Linked DNA regions of Mus musculus: all the other regions are linked to region 6. Evidence: chromatin contacts called from public HiCAR-type, HiChIP or PLAC-seq and promoter capture Hi-C data. All regions are on one chromosome and are shown on one strand. The core of a region is the stretch at or near the end of the contact, and the rest is flanking DNA. Distances in the headings are between cores, read along the strand shown.

Region 1 (3,854 bases), core at 310-2,809, 1.0 Mb before region 6:
TCTCAGACAGAAACAAATTGCTCAGGAAGTCAGCTGAACCCACAAGGGCAGCTGGTGGGAGCTGGCTTTATTGGGTACTGGGTCAGCTCTGAGTCCAGACTTATCTCTTCGGGATAGAGCTGTGGCAGGATATCTTGAAGACGTCACAGCTAATAAGGTACATGGTTTGGGATGACCCATAGACTTTCTTGAGGGCTGGGATCTGTCTCAGATCCTTGGCCCAGGATCTGCTGGAAGATGTCTGGAAACAGTTGTCCAGGCATAAGAAGAGGCAGAGGGCCTCTGCAGGCAGGAGACAGGTGCAGGGCTGAAAAGGGAGTTCTGGATCCATCAGGTGGACTGGACCAGAACATAGTGAGCCAGTGTCACTGCTCTGAGACTTTGAGAGGAGAGATACTTGCTCCCCTCCTCAGCTCACCAGCTTCCCTCACAAAGATGGGGCTGAGCTCTACGTGGCTTGGTTAGGCTTCTCCAGGCTCATTCCCTGGTCTTTCTCTACCTAGCTGTCATTGATGTTCACCCTGCTCTGGAGAGTTTTCCCCCAAGGTGTGGGTCCAATGGCCACCAACTCCAGAGGTTCTCCCCGGATTCTTACCCACAGGCCTAAGTTGCTTTGTACATCCTCTGACCACTCTTAAACGTGCAAACTACAGCAAGCATTTACTCAAGTTAGCATTGGTCCCTAGCACACAGACATCTCAGTTCACTCACAGGTGTACCCAGGGTTTCCAGCTGCTCTGGCCACTCTAGGCAGCTGGATCCCTCAACACCACCCTTACCTCCCCACCTTCCAGAAGATGAGGAAACCGAGGCCCTGCTAAGTAGGCAATGGCCTGACAAGCCTCTTAGCTGAGGGCACCGGTTCCCCCAAGGGCCCACCGTTAACTCCATCACCACCGGATCTAAGCCAGATTCCAGGGTCGGAAAAGGTAGGGATGAGCCCCGAGGGTCCCTGGCGTTACTGCTGACGTCACTGGGCGTCCCGCCGAACAGAACCGCGACCCCTCCCCCAATATAGCTGAGCTGGGAGGAGCAGGACAGCAGGGGCTCTGGGCAGTCAGACCCCCAGGCCTTGGGAGGTCCGGGCCCTCTCGCTACGCGCCATCGCGTACCTCGCCCGTAGCCCAGCCGCTGGCGTAGCGCGCGGCCCGGGCGCACCAGGCTCCGGTGCACATACGTGAGCCACGCGGCGCAGGTGAGCAGCAGCAACAGCAGCAGCAGCTTCATCTGCTTGCGGACCTTCTTCACCGGGAACCACGGCATCGCGGCGCCACAATCAGGGGCGTCGCTGCGGCCCCCCGGCCCCGCCTGCCCCGCCCCACATCCCCCGGCCCACCCTGCTGCGCTTAGCGCCTGCAGCACCGCATGGTCCTTTGTCCGCTGCGGGGACTACGGGATTCGGCCACTACTCCCGGGCTGCTCAGGCCGCGGTCGGGGTGGGCGGCGGGAGCGGCTCCTTGAGGCGCTCCCCCGCCCGCCCCTCCCGGCTGCTCACGCTCCTCTGGACGCCGCGGGACCGAGCAGCATCCACGCTGCGGTGCTACCCAGCGTGAAACGGGACCGATGGTCGCGGTGCCCGAGCCAATCGGCCGCGGCCAGCCCGCGTACAACCAATCCGTGATGCTCGGAGGCGGGGTGGCGCGTTAGGGTGTGCCAATGATCCACACGACGCGCGCATTCACCTGGTGTTCGCCGGCCGCGCGCCCGGGGATGCGGGGGTTGTGGGGACCGAATCTGCGGTGAGGGACACCAGGGACGTCGGGGAGAGGGATGTAAGAGGTCGTTGTTACTGTGGAGGCCATGGCAGGGACGAGGGGTGCTGCGGGAATCCGGCTGCGTGTCTGGGAAAACGCTGGGAATAATGAGCACGCAGAGAAGGAGCTCAGCCTTCCTCTCAGTCGGACTAAAACGAGGCTGGGATGTTCTCGGCTAGCTGTAAGGAAGGACAGGTGGGTGGAGGGTGGTTCTATCCAGATAGCTTCAGTTGTGCACTCCATTCGCTTTCTAGCTGGTGCATCCCAGCCCTCCTGACTACCACCTCTCTCCCACCTTACCACCAGCCGCTTCTCTTTGAGGTTCCAGCCTAATGACCAGGGTACTTCAGTTGGTGTAGCAGAAGCTGCTGTGAGCCTGCAGAGCTCGTGGGTTAGGAATGGGGACTGGACATTTAAATAGTCTCCCTTCCTCCGTGATGCCATGGCCTTAAGTAGAAAGAAGCCATTGGAAGGAGATGGAATCTCTTAGAGACCTTCGCACCCTGGGTGGGTGTGCCCCAGTGGAGATGACTGGGCAACTTCCAGTGTCTGTTCTAAGGGGTGGCCTCCAGCTCAGTAGGCAAGGGAGCCTTCCCATACCACATGCACCACTGTGCTGTTTGCAAGGTGGCTTTGCTGGTTTTGTTTAGTTTGTGTTGTTTTGAGACAGTGTCTCACTGTGTAGCCTTAGTTGGCCTGGAGCTCTTAGACCGCTGCTTGCCTCTGCCTCCTGAGTGCTGGGATTCAAGGCATGTGTCACCACACCTGGCTTGCCTTTGTTTTTAACATTACCCCACCATCACTATGTATCCTTGGGACATAAAATCAAATTGGCCACATTTCTTTCTTTAAAAAAAAAACTTTTTAATTGTTTCTGTCGGGTTTTTTTGTTTTGTTTTGTTTTGTTTTAACTTTCTTCCAGGCATCAGCTGCTGTTCTCATCAGCTGGTTTCCTGTCCTGACTTTGTTTCTGATGCCTGCACTTGTTTATATCCTGAACATTGTCTCAGCACACACCAGCTTGTTGTAGCTACTTTTTCATCTTCCTAGTCATCCAGCTAAAAGACATCTTTACAACAGGAAGACTTGAGGGAGCAATAGAGAAGAACAAGAAGAAGAAAAGAGAGGGTCTCTGCTGTCTTATGTTTACTGGACAGAGGCAGAAAACAAATAATGTTTGTTGTTGTTCTGATTTGTTTTTGTTTTGTTTTGTTTTGGTTTGGTTTTGGTTTTTGAGGCAGGGTTTCTCTGTGTAGCCCTGGCGGTCCTGGAACTCACTCTGTAGACCAGGCTGGCCTTGAACTCAGAAATCCACCTGCCTCTGCCTCCCAAGTGCTGGGATTAAAGGCATGAGCCACCACTGCCCGACAAATAGCATTTTTTGTTTTGTTTTGTTTTGTTTTGTTTTGTTTTGTTTTGTTTAAGAAAGCAAATGTTGGGAAGCAAGCAAAGCGTTTGGGCAGAGAAGTGCACTAGCAGGGAAGAGTTCAGGGCCCTGTAGGCGACCCAAGCCCAAGACTCTCCTCTCTTCATCTAGAGTCGGTAAAGCAAGTAGGGTAAGGCAGAACAACTGAGGAGTCAGCAAACCGTGATCAGCTAGACAGCGGTTCCCCTTGCTAACACATCTGGCCGAGACCACATCTCACCCCAACCACAGAAGGAAATGTTTCAGTCTAACCAAGCAGACAGCACGACAACAGGATCTATTGATGAACGTATGCACTTCAAACAAACAAAAACCCAACTGTATTTGTCTTTTTTTTTTTTTTTTTTTACAGATTTTAATTCATTGTTTTATGTATATGGATGTCTTGTCTGCATGCGTGTCTGGTCTACCACCTGTGTGCCCAGTGCCTACAGAGGCCAGAAAATGGTGTTGCATCTCCTGGAACTGCTTTTAAACCGCCGTGCTGGTGCTGGGAACTCAACCTGAGTCATCTGCAGCGCTTTTAACTGCTGAGTCATCTCTTTGCCTCCTGCAACTATGTTTAACCAAAGCAGAGCCATGGTTAAACTCTCTAACCAAAACAGGCTGCATCTCCCGAGAAACCGGGTCAGAATTTCACATTCACCTTTGGAGGCTAGTCATTCTTGCAGCTG
Region 2 (4,200 bases), core at 1,413-3,912, 1.2 Mb before region 6:
CCGCCTCAGGACAAACTGAACATCATTGGCAAACTGTCCACAAGTGGCCTGGGCTCCCACTGGACACTCCTGTGGCAGCAGCTGTCGTTCCTTCTCCCTAAGACGCTGCACAAGGACAAATCGACCTGTCTGGCCTGTGGAGGAGAGACGGGTTCAGCCTATGTCCCCCCCTCTATCTACTGGCTTGAAGAATAGAGCAATCAACCCCACCCTCCATGGAAGGGAAGATGCTGTTAGACCACAGCCCCACCAGTTTGGTTTCCTTGTCCCCAAGAAACTCACCTATAGCTTGGGCCAGCGCAATGACCACTTCTTGGCAGGTGGTCTGTTCTGAGACCCCACAGACCACCCTCTGGATGCCGTCCACCCAGACCTTCAGCTCCATGGCCACAAGCTCCAAGACCATCCCTGTCCTGTGGGGAGGGCACAGGCCATGAGATCAGGTCAGGTCTCCCTCTACCAAAGCCTGGCCCTCTTCTCTTGGCTTGCCACAACAACTGGCTCAGGACTGTGGCCTTCAGCCCTGCCCTCCTGTGCCCAGCCCCACCCGCAGGCCACACATTCCTGGAGTGGCTGGGGAACTAGTTTGGCCCTCATGAGCATTTTGAGGCGTCCCCTCCTTCACCAGCCTTCTCTTGCCCCACCCACCCCACTCCACTCCAGGAACGGGGTGAATCATTAACCAGGTCCAGGTTTTCCTGTCCCCCGGTCACCAGGCTCAAAGGCCACTACCCTTTTCACGCGGGCGACCGTCCCCAGGCACATAGTAATGACTATATGCAAATACAACGCCGGCCTCAGTCATGGAAACGCCCCCCCAGGGAGGGAACAGTCTTGGGCCTGGGAGAAGCTGAGAGTCACAACTCAGACAGACCTCCATCTCCGAACCGACCCCAGACCTGAGGAGCGCCCTCTGCCCCACGCCAGTCCCCGGTCCGCCTCTGCAGTCCCTCCCGTCCAGCCAGAGCTCTGGGTTCTGGTGGTCCCGCCCCACTGGGGGGGGTGGGCACAGCCCGCCTCACGGCAGATCCCCGGCAGCGCGGGATCCAGACGTCCCACTCTGCAGCGGACAGACGCAGGTGCAGCACGGCCACCACGCGTCCCTTCACCCAGATTCGCTTCTCCTCGGTCGAAGACGGCTCCCTGATGCCGCGCCCAGTGCTCAGGAGTCTCGAGAACCCGGCACAGCTCACCTGGGTACTTGCTGGCCTTCGGGACTTGGGCGCTTCGGTGCCGCCTCAACCTGCTGTCCCAGCGCCGCGGCGCGCCCAACCTCACGGCCTCATTGGCTCCCGGTCTTCACGCCCCGCCCCACAGCATCCCATTAGCTCGGAGGCGTGTGTCTCCCGCCCCATGCCCACTCCCATTGGCGACCCTTCTCCCACCACGCCCCATTGGCTCGTTACTCGGTCCCGCCCCGGAGGCAACCAGGTGTGGGCGGGGCCCTGAGTTAGGTAGTGGCCGGACGGAGTCGCCCCAGATGCTCACCTCTGTTAATCAATGCGGAAGCGCGTCTGCTGCTGCGTTAGCTCTGGGCTGATTGGCCCAAGTGAGGTGTGCTCCCAGCTCAGACTTCCTCAGCCGACTTTCAAAGTGCTGGTCTCCGCCCACAGAGAGGGCTCCTGACTGGAATCCTGCAACCCTGACGTGCACCCCATCTCAACAATCGCTCTAGGCCTTTTCAGCCCTGCTCCCTAAGGAATCTGTGGCTGAGGACACCGGGAAGAAAGGCCATGAACACTCCCGCCCACCTCGTTCCATTCCGGGCTGCTACCCGAGGGAGGTGGAGTTTAGTGGGCCCTGCACCCTGGTGGGGGAGGGGGTCGTCCCTGAGGCTGACTGGGACAAAGACCCTGGGATCTTTGTCTGAAGCTCCATCCTCTCCCCTCCCCCAACGGATCCAGCGTCCTCCACAGCAGTCCTCCTCTCCCTGAAGCGGGAGGGGGGCGGGGGGCTAATGGCTTCTCTGCTGCCCTGGTGGGGCTCTGTCTGCTCTGCCCCATCGCAATGCTGTGGGAGGAGATTCCCAAGCCCTTGTGGCCATAAGGAAGCAGATGGAAGTATGAGGCTGACAAGGTAGAAGGAACCTTCTGGGCCTCTCTTCTGATCTGAGGCAGAAGCAAGGTCCTTCAGGGTTCACTAGTGGAACTACCATTGGGGAGAGCCCAGAGGTGTGGAGATAAACACAGGAAGGCTTCCAAGAGTTAGGTAGAAGGCTATCAGACACAGCTTCACTTGTTGGCTAGAGTTAGCACAGCCTCTCCAGTCTCTTATCACCATCCTTGACTGCCCCTTAAATCAACTCACTTCCCTAGGACCATTTACATACTCAAGACACCTATACATACTTCTCTCTCTCTCTCTCTCTCTCTCTCTCTCTCTCACACACACACACACACACACACACACACACACACACACCACACTGAATTTACTCATAGGACACCATTGTTTTCCAGTACCAGCCTATCACCACTGGCTAGGGACAGGTAGTTCCCTGGGCCTCCTTGGCTTAGCTGGGTGGGTAGGAATCTGGTTTACAGATCCAGACCATATTGGTACAGAATGCACTCGTGGTCCTGGGCCGGGTCTCCCTGGATGCTTCTGGTAACAGACACCCTCCCCCCTCAGGTACAGAAATCCATGGCAACGGTATAGAATGCTTCCTTCCCTAGGCCTTCTGTGGGTTTAGGCCTCAGGTGAGTTTGGTGGTGAGTTCCTGGGCTGAGGGGGACATGAGTAGGAGTTTCAGGCAAAAGGTTAGCACCTAGCCTGAGTTTAAGTAGGGAAAGAGGGGACAGTAGGGAATATATGTATATACTGGGGATATGTTGCCCAGGAAAGTGACCTGCTGTCCTAGCCTGAAACATAGAGATGAGGACACTTGTGTGAGCAGCAGTCCTATGTCCTATTGAGTAGTCACCTGTAAGCCTCCTCAGAAAGAACTGGCAAGTGCTAACTGGGCCTCTGTGGCACACAGAGAGAGTCCTGTGAGGTTCCCACACCTGGGACACAGGACAGACTCTATTCTGCTTCCGGCCTTCCTTCCTTCCCAGCTCCTGAGCAACATCAAGCATGGCCCCTAAGTCTTGCCAGGAGTCTGAAGATAAGCAGGTATCCCCAGCTCCAGCAGGTGTACAGCCAGACAGCAGTGACTTAGGGTCTCCAGTTGGCACACCTGTCGACAGAGTGGCTCCTTCCTATTCTCAGAGCGCTAAGCTCTACACATCCACACCAATGGGCTGCTCCGTCAAGCAGCAGTAAGGAGGCAGCGGGGTGGGGCGGCCTCCTGGGCTGGGCCAGCCAACGGGCCAGCCTGATCAAACCACAGGGCTCTGAAATTGCAGGTTAGCCCCTGAAACCCTGGACCCACGTACCCTGAGGCTCTTATGGGAACAGAGAGAACTAGAGATCCAGGCACTTCGGTGGGCTGTTCAGAATGGCCACAATGCCCGATACTCCAGCATCCTGCAAGAGGTGGCAGGGGTTCCCTCTGAGCGGTCAGTGGTGAAACCCTCAGCCCAACCCAGGTCCTACCCTGCTGTGGCTCCTACTTTCTGTCTGACCCCAGCCTCAACCACTGAGCCCTCCTCTACCTGATTGCCTCTAACTTTACTCCTTGCATGACTTGACACTCTGCCATACCCTTGATTAAGTTACTGTGCTGGAAATGTCATCCTACTCCCTAGCATGTAGACCCCTGCCCAGACCTGTTAGGGTTTACTCTGCACTGGCCTGTTCTAATATGTGCCTCCAGGGTTTGGTGGCTGTGGGGCCTCCTTTACCTACTCTTCGGAACCCTTGCTTGACCTAGACTAAGGGGTATGATTGCCCCTCCTACCAGGAACTCCAAAAGTCAAGACAAATTCCTGCGGAACCAGGTCCAGAAGCTAACCCTGGAGCTGAAAGCACAGAAGGAACAAGCTCAGCAGGTGATGGGGTGGGATCAGGGATCAGGGCGATGACTTGGCAGGCTGTAGCTACCCACCTAGGGTTGGTCTGAAAGGTGGGGCCACTGGAGGCCTCTCTCACTGGCAGAAATTCCTCATCAGGAGAAACAGCAGTTAGAGGAGAAACTGCAGCAGAACCTCTGGGCAAAGCAGCAGCTGGAGGCTGAGCTTCAGACTTTTCAAAAATCATGCCTTCTGCAGCTAGCCCGTTCCTCTTGGGTGGGACGCGTGCTGAGGTCTCAGACCGGCA
Region 3 (3,835 bases), core at 1,159-3,658, 1.1 Mb before region 6:
AGCTCACACTACCATGCCTGGCATTTTGTATGATAATTTTGGGGATCAAGCTCAGGTCTTCATGTAGACAAAGCAATCAATTTGCTGTCTGAGCTATCTCCTTGGCCCCTGGTTCTATATTTGTTTCCCACACTGTCCACACAATGAGCACCGGCTCCAAGCTCCAAGCTTTGCTGTCTGGGGGCATCACAAAGGCTGTGAGTTGAGGCTGGAAAGCTAGCTCAGTGGTTTAGAGCACTTGCTCCTTTTACAGAGGACCTATGTTTGATTCCTAGCATCCATGATGGGTGGCTCCACATACACACACACACACACACACACACACAGACACACACACACACACGCTTATAAGATAAAGATTTTTTTAAAAGGCTGTGAGGCTAGGGATACTGTACAAGATGCCTGTAGTGACCAGCAGCAAGTGGCTACTGACAGTTCCCTGAGCTGCCCCTGACAATGGTTGTGGATCTGCCTTCATTAATGGTTTCATGAGTCTAAGTTTAGGATCAAGATAGCAGGCATTACCTCCAACCATCCACACAGTCTTCTGACTAAGTACCTGAAGGTAGCCGGCTCCTGCTGTAGGTCAAACATCCGGGCAAGGGGGCCACATGTGTCTACATGTAACACCTGTAAAAGAGAATTAGATTAGCTTCCTGGTTAGATCACTGTACTCTGTGGTACCTGAGCTGGCCAAGGTCACAGTATCCAGAAACAAGCAGGTACAAGAATGGGGGAGATGTTAGGTGGAGGCCTGGCCCTGAACTCCCTGTAACCATTCTAATGGAGGATAAAGCTTCTACAATGAGGATTCAGCCAGGGTCCCTCTTGGTCACCCAATGCAAATAAAGACATGATCCAAGTCCTACTTCTACTCCCAGAGGGGAGCCTGGGAATGCTCTTGTCAATCATCTGTGGGCCCGCCTCTCCTGCAGGCACTCCTTCCCATACTTTTTTTTCAGGTGCCTCTACACCTCTGGTAGGAAGTGCATAAACTGTTTCTCCTTAAAGATACAGAGGTCTGTGTTTGGCCCTAGATCTTATACTCAAGAGACAATGGCTAAGGTAAGAACTCTGTTCAGAACATTAAGTATATCCTTTCTTCTTAGTCCTCCTCCGTGGCCTCCATGCAGGTTTGGCCGACCCCTAACTCCTGTACTTCCTGCCGTTCCCAGATACATTTCTCTAGTTAGAGTGATCCCCTTCCACTGCACTTCATGACTTATTGCTTACTCTGTCCTGTATGTCTTGTCCCACAGACGTGGGTCGCCCAGGATCCCCCTAGCACAAAGGACATGGAGAGGAGGTGCTAGGCTCTCACCTGAGGGGTGGGCCAGAGTGCCCAAGACTTGGGGCGCAGCACTAGGCCCCTCCACCGCGGCGGTCGCTCTCTCAGGTGAGGGCTTTTTTTTTTAATTATTATTTTTACCACCGCGATGGGGTTGCAGGCCTGGCGCCATGGCAACGGGGGCGGGGCTCATTTGAATACCCAAATATTCGTGAGCCGCGGGCATCCGGGGCTTCGGTAAGATGAGCCCCGCCCCCTAGCAACGGTTGCCGGGACACGCGGCAGATCCGGTGGAAATGCTCCCTAGAGTAAGAGACAAGCCGGACGGCTGAACGCAGTGAAGGCACTCACGGTGGTTCAGAGAGCCGTCCGTGAGAGGCTTCTGGCCAGCTCTCGGTTATCTGCCTGCTAGATGAATAGAACAAGCCGAGCTTGCACCCCGGGCGGCGACCGGGGTGAGCGTGCAACCCCAGGCCTGCACGACCTGAGTAAAAGCCTGAGTTTTTCTGAGGACGTGCTTATTCGTTTCTTTGAAATTTCAAAAAGTGTTGAAAACATGTCATTTGCGTCTGACACAGATGTACCCTACTTGCTTGAGTGGGTGGAACACTTCATTTCGCCCCAATACCAACTTTTCTGACTTTCGGGGTCGTTCTTCAAATGGACGCAGTATGAGCTTCTGCAGTGTTGGGACCTCGAGTTTGAGAGCGGTAGGGGGGTCTTCTCCAAAACACGAAGAGCGCGGTGTGATGGGCCGACGCTGCCCCAGGATGGAGCCTTTGCTCCACCTCGACCTACGAGAACAGGCAGCTAGGGGTTCCGGCGAACTCTGTCTTCCTCTGTTATTCCGCGTCCGCGGTGCTGACTGTCCCCGACACCAATACCCGGTCGGGATGACCTTTCCACTCGTGGGCCTTTGGGCCTTTGGTGAGGCTGCAGGGTGGAGGCTCTGTAGTAGGTCCTCAACGCAACCCGAGCGTGCACCAGTTTCTCTCCGGAGAAATCCCGGGCTCGTAAGCACGGTCTCGGTCTGTCTCTTCTGCACCTAGGCACTAGACATCACTGTTGAGTGCAGGACCCAAGTTCCGGCACTGCCTTCCCCGCGGCTCCAGGAAGCCCCGCCCAGCTTCGGCTTCTGACGGATGGGTTGCTCAGCCAACCACAACAGGTCGCGGTGCGGAGGAGTTCGACCAATCACGGGCCGCCTCGAGTTGACGGACGGGCGTGGGGCGGAGCGGGGCGGGGCGAGCGCGGGCCCGGCCAAGTCCCCGCCGTCCGCTCCCGGCGCCCGCAGCCCGAGCCGCACCCGCCGCGGACGGAGCTCATGCGCGGGCCCAGCCGGCGCCCGTCCGCGCCCCCGCCCTGCCCCGGCCCCGGCCCCGGCCCCGGGGGCAGTCGCGCCAGCAAGCGGTGAGTGCGGGCACGGGGTGGGGCGCGGGGCGCAGGTGATCGGTGCTTCCTTGCTCCTCTCGGCCCGGCAGCGTGCCTAGCGTCCGGCTGCCCGCCTCTGCGGCCGGACTCGCTCTGCCTGTGGCCGTCCTCCCAGCGAGGCGCCGCCCGGGCCTCCGGAGACTCTGCGCCCCGCGGCCATCACGCTCGGGCCTCGGGGCCACAAGGACACCCGCGTTGGGCCCCAACCAGGGCCTTCTGCTCCCAGCCATCCCTCGCGTTCCTGTAGTCACCTGCTTCCCACACCCTCAGCCGTTTTTCCCCCCCTCTGTGAAAGCTCCCTGGCCCCTTGTGGAAGGTTTGTCTTAGTGGAGGGCAGGGTCCTTCTCCAGCCACCCTCCCCCCGCTGCCGGGACCGCGCCTGGCATGCAGTAGGCGCTCAGTAAATAGTTGTAGGTTGCACCCACATGCCGGCGGGCCAGAGCCGGTTGTAGGCTGGCATTGGCCTGCCTGGGCACGCCGAGGCCGCCGTGGCAGGACCTGTTTTTTGGGGGGTGGCCTCAGCCCTCAGGCGCCTCCAGTTGAGGGTTTCTGCCTACCTAGCGACTTCTAATTTGGGTGCGTGGTTGGGAGAAGCTCTCAGCTGTCAGCCCTGCCTTGGGGGCCTCTCCCTGCTTCCTCACACAGCCATTAAGTGCTGTTTGAGGAGGTTGGGGGGTGGGGGTGGGGTCCTCCCTTTTCAAGCTGAAGGTGCCACAGGTGATCAACTGGGCCACTGGCAGGCCTGCCTGCTCAATGCTGGAGAGGGCCCTTGGGTCAGGCATCTATTAGCCGTCTCAAGTGGCAAGGGCCTTGGCTAAGTGTGCTTCTCATTGGCAGGTGGGGCAGGAGCTCCTGGATTGGCAGCCGCTGTAGAAGCTATGACAGAATACAAGCTTGTGGTGGTGGGCGCTGGAGGCGTGGGAAAGAGTGCCCTGACCATCCAGCTGATCCAGAACCACTTTGTGGACGAGTATGATCCCACTATAGAGGTGAGCTCTGCCTACCTGCCAGAGGTGGGCTGTGGCAGTGGTCATGGGTAAATGACCAAACAGCCCAGGTCTTGTAGGTGTTATGGGGTATGATCCATCAGGGTATGAGAGGTGCAAGGGTGTAGGC
Region 4 (3,990 bases), core at 506-3,005, 1.1 Mb before region 6:
GTTCATTTTGGCCATCCGACTGACCTTTGTTATCCTCTTTGAGGTGGGTAAATTGTGAGTGAGCCTGAGGAGAGGGCTTATTCCTCTTATTCCTCTTTCCTAGCCCCCAAATCCTAAAGATTCTTCCTAGCCACTGACCTTGCTGGGCCACGCTCCCTATTGCCTGCAGCATTTTGCCCTGTGCATCAAACTCATTGCTGCGTGGTTTGTGCCTGATGTGCCCCAGAAAGTGAAGAATGAGGTTCTGCAGGAGAAGTATGACAGAATTCGCCATAGAATGCGGTAGGGATGTAGAGGCTCACCTGGCTGGAGCAGGTCTCTGCCTGGGGACAGGCCTGGCCTCCGACCCATACCAACCCTATCCTTCCTGCAGCTTCAGTTCCAGGAGCACGGATGTATAGACGACCTGGGGCAGGTGGAGAAATGCCACTTTCCAGGAGCCTGGACTAGGAATAAGTCCCCACCTCTACAGCTTGCCCCTATCCATAACAATGTGTATGTATGTGTTGAGGGAGGCTGTAAAATGGCCCATGTATATGTAGGATCCTGGATGGTCTACATATATGTTAATACATGAAGATCAAAGGAGGGCCTAGACTATATGTAGGTGTATATGGGCATCCTACGAAGCCCATGTGTATATGTTAACCACGGGAGACTTGTATATGTAGGGATCATTGAAATCCATGTATATTTAGGGTATTTATGAACGGCACAGATGTGCCTGTGGGGTTTGCTTCAACTTTCCTACGGTTCAGATTGGTACAGACCTGACTTGAGACTCTTGAATGACCCTAGTACCTATAGAACTGCAGGTTGCTCATAAAACCCCCATGCAGTAAAATTAGCCTAAATGCCATGGACCTCCTGGCTTCTGGGCCTCAGATCCTGCTCTGTGGCCTCCTGCTTTGTGGGAAGCCATGGACCTCCTGGCTTCTGGGCCTCAGATCCTGCTCTGTGGCCTCCTGCTTTGTGGGAAGCCTAGAGAGTAACTTCTGGATCCCCTCCCTCCCAGTTAACCTGGATCCGTACAGCGGCAAAACTTTTTACAAGCAAAATAAACCTGTGTGTATTGATTTCTGAGCCTCATGATGTAGATCCAGTTTCTAGAGATTATTTCTTCCCTGGGCTAGATTGAGATGGGATGAATTATGGCAGCCTGGGGCCACCTGGCTCTTCTTTGGTTTGCCTCATTGTCTTTGGTTTTTGTTTGGTTGGTTGGTTGGTTTTTCAAGACAGGGTTTCTCTCTATAGCCCTGGCTGTCCTGGAATTCACTTTGTAGACCAGGCTGGCCTCGAACTCAGAAATCCGCCTGCCTCTGCCTCCCGAGTGCTGGGATTAAAGGCATGCGTCACCACCGCCCGGCTTTGCCTCTTTGTCTAAGCGCGGGGCACCTTATGGAAGAAGGTTCTTCCAAATATCTGGGGTTTTGAGTGGCAAGAGAAGACACGGGGTCAGTTATGAGTGGGATGTGAATCAAGAAAGACTTTCTGGAGGAAAAGGAAGAGTTTGGGCTGGAGAGGCAAAACACCATGACAGTCAGCAGGGTGGCCCTTTGCGGGTTGCGCTGGTTGGGCTCCTTTGGTCAAACCAAACCCTGCCCCTAAGCCGGGAAGTTTGAAGATCCCGGGACGGAACTTCCTACACTCACCAGCACTAGCCTCAGGCTTAAAGCGGGACACTAGGTCCGCCCTAGCCCTGCCTGCGGGGCGGGGCTGCACCTGCCGCTGGGTCTGTCGCCGCTGCGCACCTCGGACAGGTAAACTGTCAGCTTCCGCGCGAGTCTCAGGTGGGTGGCAGTCGTGACTCAGACACGCGGAGGTGAGTAGAGGTCCTGGTTCCTGGAGCCGCTCCAGTTTTAGGGTTGAGGACCTGGGAGCACTTTGCTCCGAGGAGCCTTGGGGCCATGGTCCCGCAGGAAGTAGCTCTGAACCAGACGGGTTTCCCGCTCAGCCCGGAAGCTCGAGAGCACTGCGTCCAGTCCCCTTCTCTGGCCTTGCTCTTTTCATTCTGCCCAACATGGTCAATAGCTTCCTCTTGATTTAAGTGCAAGCCTGTAGAGGCGGGCGAGGGGTCGTAATACCTCGCCTTCGCTCCCAACAAACGTATCTCAAACCTAAGCAAGTCTAGGACACCTGAGCAGAGTGAGAGGCTGGCAGGGACCCGGGCTCGCGGGGACCCTAGCAGAGCCTTCGCCTCCTGTGAGCGCCAGCGTTCGGTGCGCGCCCAGACTAGCTGTCGGCGCGCTTCCGCTCTCCGTGCGCGTCCCCATCTTCTGCACGCGTGCCTGATAGGTCGGCTTGCCTCACCTGTTGAGTTCCGGGAAACAGGTCGTGCGCCACCCGCAGAAGACCAAGGGCAAGAAGTAGGAGCTGGATGAACTCGGGGAATTGGTCTCCTCGAGGCCTTTTATGCACACTCCTTTCTTTAAAGAAAGATATGTGGGGATCCAACACACACCAGAAACAGGGGCGGCGCAAGAGTAGCGCTGAGCAGCACCCAGGTGTCGAGATGCTGAGCAGCAAAAAACCGGATCCACAAGTGGGGAGCGGGCCTGGGGCTTCGAGCTCCGAAGCTCCAGAACACTCACTCATCTGATAGCACAGGATGCCCCTATAGCTCAAGGACTGTGCCTCCAGGACCTGGGCCTTCCAGGAACCTCAAAATACGGAGGCAATGCTGAGTGATCCGAGGGTCTAGGCTGGGATTTAAATTCTGAGGCCCTGGAGTGCCTTCAAAAGACTGCAGAGGCAAATATCTGAGGCCATCTGAGTTTTTATGCAAGAGTGGCCTGAGGCTGGGGTATGGGATAGAACAGTGGTTCTCAACCTTCCTTTAATACAGTTCTTGTTGTGGTGACTCCCAACCATAAAGTTATTTTTGTTGCTACTTCATAACTAATTTTGCTACTGTTATGAAGCTGCAACTCTTTAATCTTTAATACAATTCCCCATGTTGTGGTGACCCCCAACCATAAGGTTATTTTTTTTTCTTTTTTTTGGGGGGGGGGTTCGAGACAGGATTTCTCTGTGTATCCCTGGCTGTCCTGGAACTCACTTTGTAGACCAGGCTGGCCTTGAACTCAGAAATCCGCCTGCCTCTGCCTCCCAAGTGCTGGGATTAAAGGCTTGGGCCACCACAGCCAGGCTTCATAAGATTATTTTCATTGCTGCTTCATAACTGCAATTTTGCTACAAAATTTGATTTTGATACAAATTCATTGTTATGAATTTACAATTCATAACAGTAGTAAAGTTACAATACTGGGCTGGTGGGATGGCTCAGCAGGTTGCTCTTCTGAAGGTCCTGAGTTCAAATCCCAGCAGCCAAATGGTGGCTCACAACCATCTGTAATGAGATCTGATGCCCTCTTCTGGTGTGTCTGAAGGCAGCTACAGTGTACTTATGTATAATAATAAATAAATCTAAAAAAAAAATTACAATCCTGACCCCACGGATTGAGAACCTGCTGGGATAGAGGGTGGTAGATGTTAGCAGACAGGAAAGGAGAACAGTATTGACCCAAGATTCTGTGAGGATGACATTAATTTCTTGATTCACAACATGGGAAACACAGCCAGTTACTGTGCATGGGATGTTCAGGAGGCCGAGACGGCTTCAGGCAGCAAACGGATCCATAAGTGTAGAGGAAGGGCATCTGTTCCCTTCAGCCTTTCCAGGCTTGAGCCAAAAGCGCTCCATCACCCAGTGATCATGAATGCCAGGCCAGGGGGGTGGGGGTGGGGGTGGGGGGCCACTTGAGCAGGGTTGGGTCATAGTCAGGTAAGGTGCCAGGGAAGACTGCTTCTGCACTGAGCATGCTCCTGGATTGGAGATGCTTCTGGGTGACCTGAACCAGAGGCAGGAAGGTCCCAGGAGATTTCCAGGACATACTCCTGTAGCTATGATTGTGAAGGGAGAGTCAGGAACTAGAGAAGACCCTTGTTTAAGTCTGTAAATACTGCTACTAAGTCCCAAGGCTCAAATAA
Region 5 (3,953 bases), core at 888-3,387, 1.4 Mb before region 6:
TGGGGGACTTTTGGGAAAGTATTTGATATGTAAATGAGGAAAATACCTAATTAAAAAAAAAAAGTTCAAGCCAGGCGTGGTGGCAAATGCCTTTAATCCCAGCACTCAGGACAGAGGCAGAGGCAGGCGGATTTCTGAGTTCAATGCCAGCCTGGTCTACAAAGTGAGTTCCAGGACAGCCAGGGCTATAAGGAGAAACCACAAAAACAAACAAACAAACACACACAAGCTCAGCTTGGTGGTGCACACTTTTAATTTCAGCAGCCAGGAGGCAGAAGCCTGTGAATTTAAGGCCATCATGGTCTACAAAGTGGGTTTACAGGCCACATGGGTTCTTACTTTTAGTTATTTAGAAATCTTAAAATTGAACAAACAGCCGAGCGTGGTGGCGTACGCCCTTGATACCAGCACTCGGGAGGCAGAGAAACCCTGTCTCAAAAAAACAAAAACAACAAGGCAAAAAAAAATAAATAAAAATTGAACAATCATTTTACCATGAGGGTGCCCCAGGCTGATTGCAAATAAGTACTAGTCCGGTGGTGCCAGAAATCTGTATGCCTTAGTTAAGAAGGAACCTGTGGCAGGGCTTGGTGGCACACACCTTTAATCCCAGCACTAGGGAGGCAGAGGCAGGGAGATTTGAGTTCAAGGCCAGCCTGGTCAGTTCCAGGACAGCCAGCTACACAGAGAAATCCTGTCTCAAAAAACCGAGAGAGAAAGAAAGAGAAAAGAAGAAAGGAAGGAAAGAGAGAGAACACCAATTTTTAGCATCCCCAGTCCCTCCTCAAAGGAAAGGTTTTCACACATCCTCGTAGAAACCATAAAGTGACCCCATTGCCAGTTTCTGAGGGTGTTCTGAAGCGCTGCAGGCACAAGCCTAAAATGAAAAGGCCTTGCACAACTCTGGCAGTGTTTCTAGGATGCTCTGGTCCACAAGCGAAGCCTGGCAGATCACTGGCTGACCAGCAGGTATTAGGATGGACCACAAACAGGCCAACTTCCCAGGAACTCACCCTGAGCGATGACATCCTCAATGTTCTTTCCATTCAGCTCACTGATGACCTGGGGTAGACAACCACAGCTAGCAGTCAGCAATGCAAGGCACGGGGAAGGTCTCCTGAGATACTGGACCTGCTCTCAACTCCCAGGAACTACCTATGAGATAGTGCTGGGTCTTCTCAACAATGATTTTGGCAAAGGAAGTTTTAGATACTAAAATTCTACCGTTCTGTGAAGTTTAGGTTCTATGTACAACCTAGGTGGGTGGAGTGGGAACCCTTTCTAGAAGAATCTTAAGGGGCGATGAGATAGCTCCACTGCTAAAGACTTGGACTCTAACATATCCTAGAGTCCCAGCACTATAGGTCCAAGGAGACACAGATGCCTCTGTTGGCATCTACACACATACATCCTTTACTGCAAAGCTAGTTTAAAAAAAAAAAAGTTAGAAAACTGGTTTACACAGTGAGTTCCAGGTTAGCCAGAGCTACACGGTGAGGCCTTGTCTCAAAAAATAAGATCACACAACATGAGTTGTATTAAACTTCTATAAAAGCACGATTATCACGACTGACTTCTTCGATTGCACAAGGACTAAAGAGAAAACTATGACTAAGATGGGTGTAGGCCTCCTCCATCCATCCTTTTCAACAGGTTATCTACAATTTTTCTTAAAAGTAAAATCCGGACATAATAGGATAAGGACCGCCGCTGGTAGACATTTGGATCCAGCGGGTCCAAGCAAGCAGCATGCTACCTTGTTGAGCCGATCATCGTCCGCTTCGATGCCCACGCTGTCTAGTATTTTCTTGATGTCTTTGGCGCTAGGAGAGGAGTTGCCCCCGAGGGCGGCCAGCAGGTAAGAGGCGACGTAGCGCATGCTAAATGGGGCAGGGAGTGGGTACAGTGGTGAGGTTATCCGAGAGGCCTTCTGCTTCCCCCTCCATTTTAAGCAGCAAGTGAGGCCACGTGAGGCGCCAGGCCTCCGGTCACAGAATGCTGCGCCACCCTCGCCTCCCGGCCGTCATCCAACCCCGCAGTCCCCACCACTGTTCGCGGCCCAGGCGGCCAGGCTACTCACTCGGCTGCGGGGGACAGACCTCACGCGTGCGACCTCGGCGGCGTCCGGCGGCGAAAGGAAGACGCTGACGCAGTGGGCGGGGGTAAACCGCTACCCAGAAGCCCCCGGGACGCGTACGGCGGCGCACGGGGACGCCTCCCATTGACGAAAAGGGTGCACCGGAAGGAAGACATTTCCCTGTCATGTCTTCCCCACAACAAAAACGAGGGATTTTTCAAGTGCCAGGGGCCTCTGCAACATGGACGAGAGTCTCCCGAAATCCATGCGGGCACGGGCGTAGCGTTCAAACCCCTTTAACGCCTCGCGTCCCCAGCATGCTACTCGGCTCCACAGCTCCCAAAATGCAGCGCGAAGGCCCCGCCCTGGTCTTATTAAGGCGAACTACAAATCCCATGACGCTTCACTGTAAGACCTTCATACCGGAAGTGTGCTCCCTTCTAGCTTTTTCTTGTTGCACGTGGGCTGGGTGGGCGGCTATTGGTTCAAACTGTGGTGCTATGGGTCCTTCCTGTTCTTGGGCAACAGAGGTCCTAAGTTGGGCTGGGGCTGATGGCTCCCAAGTTCAGCTGGTTTGGAAAAGTTGGGCGAGCTTTCTGGGTCCTAGTGATTACGGCCATATCTAGAAACATCCTCCTTTTTTTTTTTTCTTTTGAGACAGGTTTCTCTATATACTCTTGGGTATCCTGGACCTCTATGTAGACCAGGTTGGCCAAGAACTCACGAGATCGCCTGCCTCTGCCTCCAGAGTGTTGGGATCAAAAGCTTTTTGACTGGAGAGATGGCTCAGGGGTTAATAGTTTGGACGTTGACTGCTCTTCCAGAGGTCCTGAGTTCAATTCCCAGCACCCACATGTCACAACCATCTGTGATGGGATTTGATTCCCTCTTCTGGTGTGTATCAAGACAGAACACTCATGTAAAACAAATAGGTAAATATTTAAAAGAAAAAAAGTAAACCTTTGCCTCGTTGGGAGAGGGTGTTGCATGCCTTTAATTCCAGTACTTGGGAGGGAATGGCAGGTTTAGGATAGCCAAGGCTACACAGAGAGACCCTGTTTCAAAAAAACTGTCTCTACACTAGGCTCTGGAGACCTCTCTTCCCCTTCTCACTTCCATTCCCTGAGATCCACAGGATCTGCCTCTTTAAAAAAAAAAAAAAAAAAAAAGCTGGGCGTGGTGACACACACCTTTAATCCCAGCACTCACTCTGGAGGCAGAGGCAGGCGGATTTCTGAGTCCAAGGCCAGCCTGGTCTACAAAGTGAGTTCCAGGACAGCCAGGGCTATACAGAGAAACCCTGTCTCAAACAAACAAACAAACAAACAAACAAAAAAAAAACCAAAACAAAACAAAACAAAAAAAAAAATGAGCAGTCGGTGCTCTTAAACTGCTGAGCCATCTCTCCAGCCCCAGGATCTGCCTCTTATGTGCCGGGATTAAAGGTGTGGGCAACCACACCTAGTGATTTGTTTAAAAGATGTGAATGTGTGTGTCCCACCTTGGTTTGCATGTGCACTACATTGTGTGCAGTGCCTTTGGGAGCCAGAAGAAGACATCAGTTCCCCTGGAATTGGAGGTACAGGCAGTTGTGAGATGCCCGTTACTGATGCTGGCCACTGGACCAAATTATTCTGCAAGTGCTCTTAACTGCTGAGCCATTTCTCCACACTTCTATTTTCTTTAATTTTGAGACATTGACCTATCATGTAACTTTGGCTTGTCACAGAAATCCACTTGCCTCTGCTTCCATAGTACTGGTTGGAATTAAAGACACGCACACCATACCTGGCATGATTTTTTTTTTTTTTTTTTTTATACAAGACAGGGTTTCTCTGTGTAGCCCTGGCAGTCCTGGAACTCACTCTGTAGAGCA
Region 6 (3,827 bases), core at 978-3,477:
AATGATGCCTCCCTGTGTAAATGGGATTTCAGTTCCCACATGAACTGAAATCCAACACCCAACATCCAACATCCAACATCCACTATGCTGGCAGAAAAGATTCCTTCACATCCCACCACTCCTACCCTGTAGCCCAAGCTCTTTTCTAATCAGGTCACTTGTGTATGGGATAGGAGAGAGAGAGAACTGCGTGTTGTGCTGAGGTCTAGGTCTCCATGTCCATGGAAGAGATCCCTCTTCTCCTTCCCTCCTTCCCGCTTCCATTCTGGTTCTCTTTCTGCCTCTCTCTTGCCTCCCTTGCCTCTGAGGTGGTGCTTTTACCAGTCTGGAGCCAATCTGGCTTGCACTGGGCAGAGCTGCTCAGAACTGACATCAGCATCCCTCTAGGAAGTGGGGGAGGGTGAGAATTTAAGATCAGACTTTACACTGCTTCACAGGAAGGACCCTGCCCATTGGACCTGCTCCTGGCCCACAACCCTGTCCCTTTCCCTGGGCCAGACCTAAGTACAGACTCTTGCTTCCTCCCATCAGAGGCTACTTTGGGGGACATTGCTCACACACAGGCAAGTTGTCCTTTATTCCTTTTGTTTGTTTATCTTCTTTGTGCATTCCTGCCAGTGTTTTGATGATGCAATTATCAGCAGTCAACTCAGAACATCTTTGTTACATTAAAAAAGCAGCAGGCAAGTGTTGGTAGCATAATGGTGAGTATAGCTGCCTTCCAAGACAGCAGCAGTCGTCAGTCTGGAATTATAGCACGAATTAAACAGACGCTAGGTCTAGCCAGCCAGGAATCTTCTGCTAGCCCCTTTGAGCAGCTTCAAACTTTACACGAAGAAAAACTTTTTAATTAATTTCTCTGACTGAGCTCAACAATCAGACTGAACCCCAAAGCTGTACTCCATTGAAGTACTTTTGGCTGTCTAAAACAAATTTATAGAGAGATGTAGGTTGCTGATTTTGTGCTCTAGGATATTAATCAGACTTTATTTCCTAAATCAACCTCCCAATGTATTCTAAAATCAAAGCCCTGGTTTCTTTTTATGGCGCTACCGCCACAGTTTGCTTTGCAACATAGAAGAACATTTTTGTTTGTTTGGTGATGTGTGTGTGTGTGTGTGTGAGTGTGTGTGTGTTTTGTTTTGTTTTGTTTTGTTTTAAAACCAAAGGAACAGTGAGATTTGGGGGAAAGTATTACCAGGAGCTAGGGACTCTATCTGGCCTCAGATCCACCCTTCCTTAGAATCCTTAGCTGGCGGGTTGTTTTGTTTTGTTTTGTTTTTTAAAGCGCCTTCAAGAGGTTCCCACACTGCTTGCCTGGTCAAGGAAAGACTGCATCAACAGAGATACTCTCCGGCGGCCTTTCAGGAATTTGCATCGGCCGCCAGGCAAATACAGGACACCAGAAGACAACGATGCGCCCAGCATCCAGTTGTTTGAGCAGCCTGAGGTGCCTGCATGACGGGCTAGTATGCTAACTTCCTCTAAGAGATCTGTCTCCACCATCTTCCCTTGGCCTCTGCGCTTGGGACCCAGGACGCGTCTTTCTAGCCCATTCCTGGCCCAAACTGGGACGCAAGTTCAGCCCTCGAAGTTGCTAGTGGCCCAGAAAATGTTTGGAGACTCCAAGAGCTCAAAGAGAGACCAAAGCGAAACTAAAGATGCCACAACTCGACCTCAAGAGATCAGTAGAGGAGACGTGTTGGTCCCATTAGAACCCCACGGTGCAGACTAAAACACGTGCGAGCCAGGAACGCAGCAAGAACAGCCGATCAGCCTCATTAAACAGCACTGTAGTAGGCACGAGCCCATAGCTGCGCTCTGCCTAAGCGCGGAGGCTCACTGTGCCAGCAAAGAACTGATGCCTGGACGTAGCTCCACTATGAGCGCTCGCGCGCAGTCCATTCCTCCACTCCAGAAGGCTGAGGCCAACCATCTCTTTACCCAAGACTGACAGCCCCCTCAGCTTTTCCCGCTGGAGGAGCTTCATAAGCGTTCCTACAGACGGCAGTAAGTCCCGAAATCCTGACGTGGGCACGACAATGCTACCCCAGGTCTCGGGGCACTCAGTTCCCAGGCAGAAGCCCCGCCCCTCTCTGTCGGTCCCGCCCCCGAAACACTGAATCCAACCCGCACTGAGACCCGCACATCGGCTGAAACAACCATTGGGTAGCGGCGCATGAAAGCGGTGCTACCTTTTTATAGGGTGCGGAGGGGCCCGAGAACCACAGAGCCCAAGGTCCTAGCAAAATAAACCGCCGCTGGGTCCCACGCGTCCCAGCCGGGCGGCTAGCCCCGCACCCGCCATCCCATGCATGGCCCGGGCGACATTCGACATGAACGCGGCGGGGCTCGAAGCTCGCGGCGGGGGCCACACAGAGCACGGACCACTCCCCTTCAGCGTCGAGTCTCTGCTGGAGGCTGAGCGCGTACCGGGCTCCGAGTCTGGGGAGCTGGGGGTGGAGAGGCCGCTCGGCGCCTCGAAGCCTGGAGCCTGGCCCCCTCCAGTCGCGCACTCTTGTCCCCCACGTAAGTGCTCAGTCTCCCGGTCTCAGGCCCTGAAAAGCGACCGCGCTGTCAAGGCTCGAAAGTCCAAGGTGGGTGGGGGTATGCGCACTGTTGCTCCGAACTAGTGGCTAGTAATTACTAGCCATTAACCGGCTCAGTCCAAGAGCAATGATAACTGGCGGTGGGCGCCCAACATTGTGCACAGCCCAACCGCCAGGTCCAGGTCTCTTCTTGGTCGAGGTCCGCAACCCACAACAAATACCCTTAATGCTTTTCCGCTCCGGGTCGCTCACGCTCCTGCACCCCTTGCCCACTTTGCGTATGCCCCCGACAGCTAACTGGTCTGTTTGGAGACCTGACCGCTACTCGTCTTCGGTTATTGGACAGCCTCCAGGCCCAGTTTAGCTCTTTTTCCAAATAGTTAGTCCCCAGTTTAGTTGGGGTGCAAGATCACGGGTTGGGAGAGCAGACCTAAGTCTAGGGCGCCTCCTCCACTCCCCTGCCTCCTTGGTTTGCTTATCCACGTGGCTTTGGGGACCGCTGAGCGGAGCACTCACGGAGCCACGGAGCACCAACCTTCCTTTGTAAGGGTGGAAGAAGGTCGGTCGAAATAGGGGTGTGCAGCCAGAGTTTGAGCGCTCGCCCTGCGCTTCTCTTTCCTTTCAGGTGCCCCGAGCCCTCCACCCTGCACCCTCCGCAAACACAAAACCAATCGCAAACCACGGACGCCATTCACCACCGCGCAGCTGCTGGCGCTTGAGCGCAAGTTTCACCAGAAGCAATACTTATCCATTGCGGAGCGCGCCGAGTTCTCCAGCAGCTTGAGCCTCACTGAGACTCAGGTCAAGATCTGGTTTCAGAACCGCCGAGCCAAAGCCAAGCGGCTGCAGGAAGCTGAGCTGGAGAAGCTGAAGCTGGCAGCGAAGCCACTACTGCCGGCGGCGTTTGCCCTGCCCTTCCCGCTGGGCACCCAGCTGCACAGCTCCGCGGCCACTTTCGGCGGCAACGCGGTTCCTGGGATCCTCGCCGGGCCTGTCGCGGCCTATGGCATGTACTACTTGTCTTAGATCATGGAATCAAGCCCTAACCTCTTGGTTAGGCTCAGGGTTGCGCACAGTTCTGCCTGCCGCTGATGCTCCTGGTAACTTTTGACTTTTCATTTTAGTCTTCCCCCCCCCCCTCCTCCTGTTTATACGGTGTTATACTTGATGACTGGAGCCTATTTATAGACATCTTACAAATACTTTAAACCTTCCTAAAACCTTGCCCACATCAATCTGTTTTTCTGAAAGAAAACACACCGTCATATAGTCCTTGAA

What was found. HiCAR-type assays count read pairs that join an accessible place to other places. HiChIP or PLAC-seq counts read pairs in DNA pulled down with a chosen protein or histone mark. Capture Hi-C pulls out chosen DNA fragments and counts their contacts.
Region 1: a contact with region 6 is called in an H3K4me3 HiChIP or PLAC-seq map of embryonic basal ganglia, with 6 times the contacts expected there. The contact joins the promoter of B4galnt4 here to the promoter of Msx3 in region 6. A contact is called at or near these places in 1 of 39 promoter capture datasets (hippocampal neurons), 1 of 484 Hi-C or Micro-C datasets (B cells), 14 of 115 datasets of contacts at active chromatin or transcription factors (craniofacial prominence, embryonic basal ganglia, embryonic forebrain and 8 more) and 1 of 9 other capture datasets (embryonic tail).
Region 2: an H3K27ac HiChIP or PLAC-seq map of embryonic stem cells shows a contact between it and region 6, with 5 times the contacts expected there. The contact joins the promoter of Lmntd2 here to the promoter of Msx3 in region 6. A contact is called at or near these places in 1 of 39 promoter capture datasets (hippocampal neurons), 4 of 115 datasets of contacts at active chromatin or transcription factors (astrocytes and embryonic stem cells) and 2 of 9 other capture datasets (embryonic tail and embryonic trunk).
Region 3: a contact with region 6 is called in an H3K4me3 HiChIP or PLAC-seq map of stem cell-derived neural progenitor cells, with 8 times the contacts expected there. The contact joins the promoter of Lrrc56 here to the promoter of Msx3 in region 6. A contact is called at or near these places in 5 of 39 promoter capture datasets (cranial neural crest, frontonasal cranial neural crest, hippocampal neurons and 2 more), 4 of 115 datasets of contacts at active chromatin or transcription factors (embryonic forebrain, embryonic hindbrain, neural tube and 1 more) and 1 of 9 other capture datasets (embryonic tail).
Region 4: a contact with region 6 is called in a promoter capture Hi-C map of adipose tissue, with 2.3 times the contacts expected there. The contact joins the promoter of Sigirr here to the promoter of Msx3 in region 6. A contact is called at or near these places in 8 of 39 promoter capture datasets (the 3T3-L1 cell line, cranial neural crest, embryonic stem cells and 4 more), 4 of 115 datasets of contacts at active chromatin or transcription factors (differentiating embryonic stem cells, embryonic forebrain, pancreatic cancer cells and 1 more) and 5 of 9 other capture datasets (adipose tissue, embryonic tail, embryonic trunk and 2 more).
Region 5: a contact with region 6 is called in a HiCAR-type map of astrocytes, with 4 times the contacts expected there. The contact joins the promoter of Rplp2 here to the promoter of Msx3 in region 6. A contact is called at or near these places in 3 of 39 promoter capture datasets (cranial neural crest, hippocampal neurons and pre-B cells) and 2 of 115 datasets of contacts at active chromatin or transcription factors (astrocytes and pancreatic cancer cells).

Annotation. Positions count from the first base shown.
Region 1 is chr7:141,058,683-141,062,536 of GRCm38.p6, reverse strand. B4galnt4 (beta-1,4-N-acetyl-galactosaminyl transferase 4) reads right to left here and starts at 1,559. Exons shown (of 20, transcript NM_177897.4): 1 at 1,113-1,559. The coding sequence starts at 1,263. It overlaps Gm39114 (a long non-coding RNA gene), which reads left to right and starts at 1,498. Exons shown (of 2, transcript XR_881000.2): 1 at 1,498-1,739; 2 at 3,533-3,854.
Region 2 is chr7:141,212,934-141,217,133 of GRCm38.p6, reverse strand. It overlaps Lmntd2 (lamin tail domain containing 2), which reads left to right and starts at 2,662. Exons shown (of 14, transcript NM_001382822.1): 1 at 2,662-2,699; 2 at 3,057-3,260; 3 at 3,348-3,500; 4 at 3,845-3,932; 5 at 4,053-4,200. The coding sequence starts at 3,076. It overlaps Rassf7 (Ras association (RalGDS/AF-6) domain family (N-terminal) member 7), which reads right to left and starts at 1,274. Exons shown (of 6, transcript NM_025886.3): 1 at 1,194-1,274; 2 at 283-413; 3 at 1-134. The coding sequence starts at 406.
Region 3 is chr7:141,192,703-141,196,537 of GRCm38.p6, reverse strand. Lrrc56 (leucine rich repeat containing 56) reads right to left here and starts at 2,408. Exons shown (of 13, transcript NM_001172064.1): 1 at 1,921-2,408; 2 at 560-630. It overlaps Hras (Harvey rat sarcoma virus oncogene), which reads left to right and starts at 2,534. Exons shown (of 5, transcript NM_001130443.1): 1 at 2,534-2,698; 2 at 3,557-3,708. The coding sequence starts at 3,598.
Region 4 is chr7:141,098,311-141,102,300 of GRCm38.p6, reverse strand. It overlaps Sigirr (single immunoglobulin and toll-interleukin 1 receptor (TIR) domain), which reads left to right and starts at 1,755. Exons shown (of 10, transcript NM_001355055.1): 1 at 1,755-1,822. Ano9 (anoctamin 9) reads left to right here. Exons shown (of 24, transcript NM_178381.3): 22 at 1-43; 23 at 170-282; 24 at 374-1,082. The coding sequence ends at 401.
Region 5 is chr7:141,445,835-141,449,787 of GRCm38.p6, reverse strand. It overlaps Rplp2 (ribosomal protein, large P2), which reads right to left and starts at 2,137. Exons shown (of 5, transcript NM_026020.7): 1 at 2,081-2,137; 2 at 1,757-1,880; 3 at 1,014-1,062. The coding sequence starts at 1,879. It overlaps Snora52 (small nucleolar RNA, H/ACA box 52), which reads right to left and starts at 985; the gene lies at 852-985. It also overlaps a transcript of Pidd1 not described here.
Region 6 is chr7:140,047,488-140,051,314 of GRCm38.p6, reverse strand. It overlaps Msx3 (msh homeobox 3), which reads left to right and starts at 2,227. Exons shown (of 2, transcript NM_010836.3): 1 at 2,227-2,529; 2 at 3,175-3,827. The coding sequence starts at 2,316. The coding sequence ends at 3,575.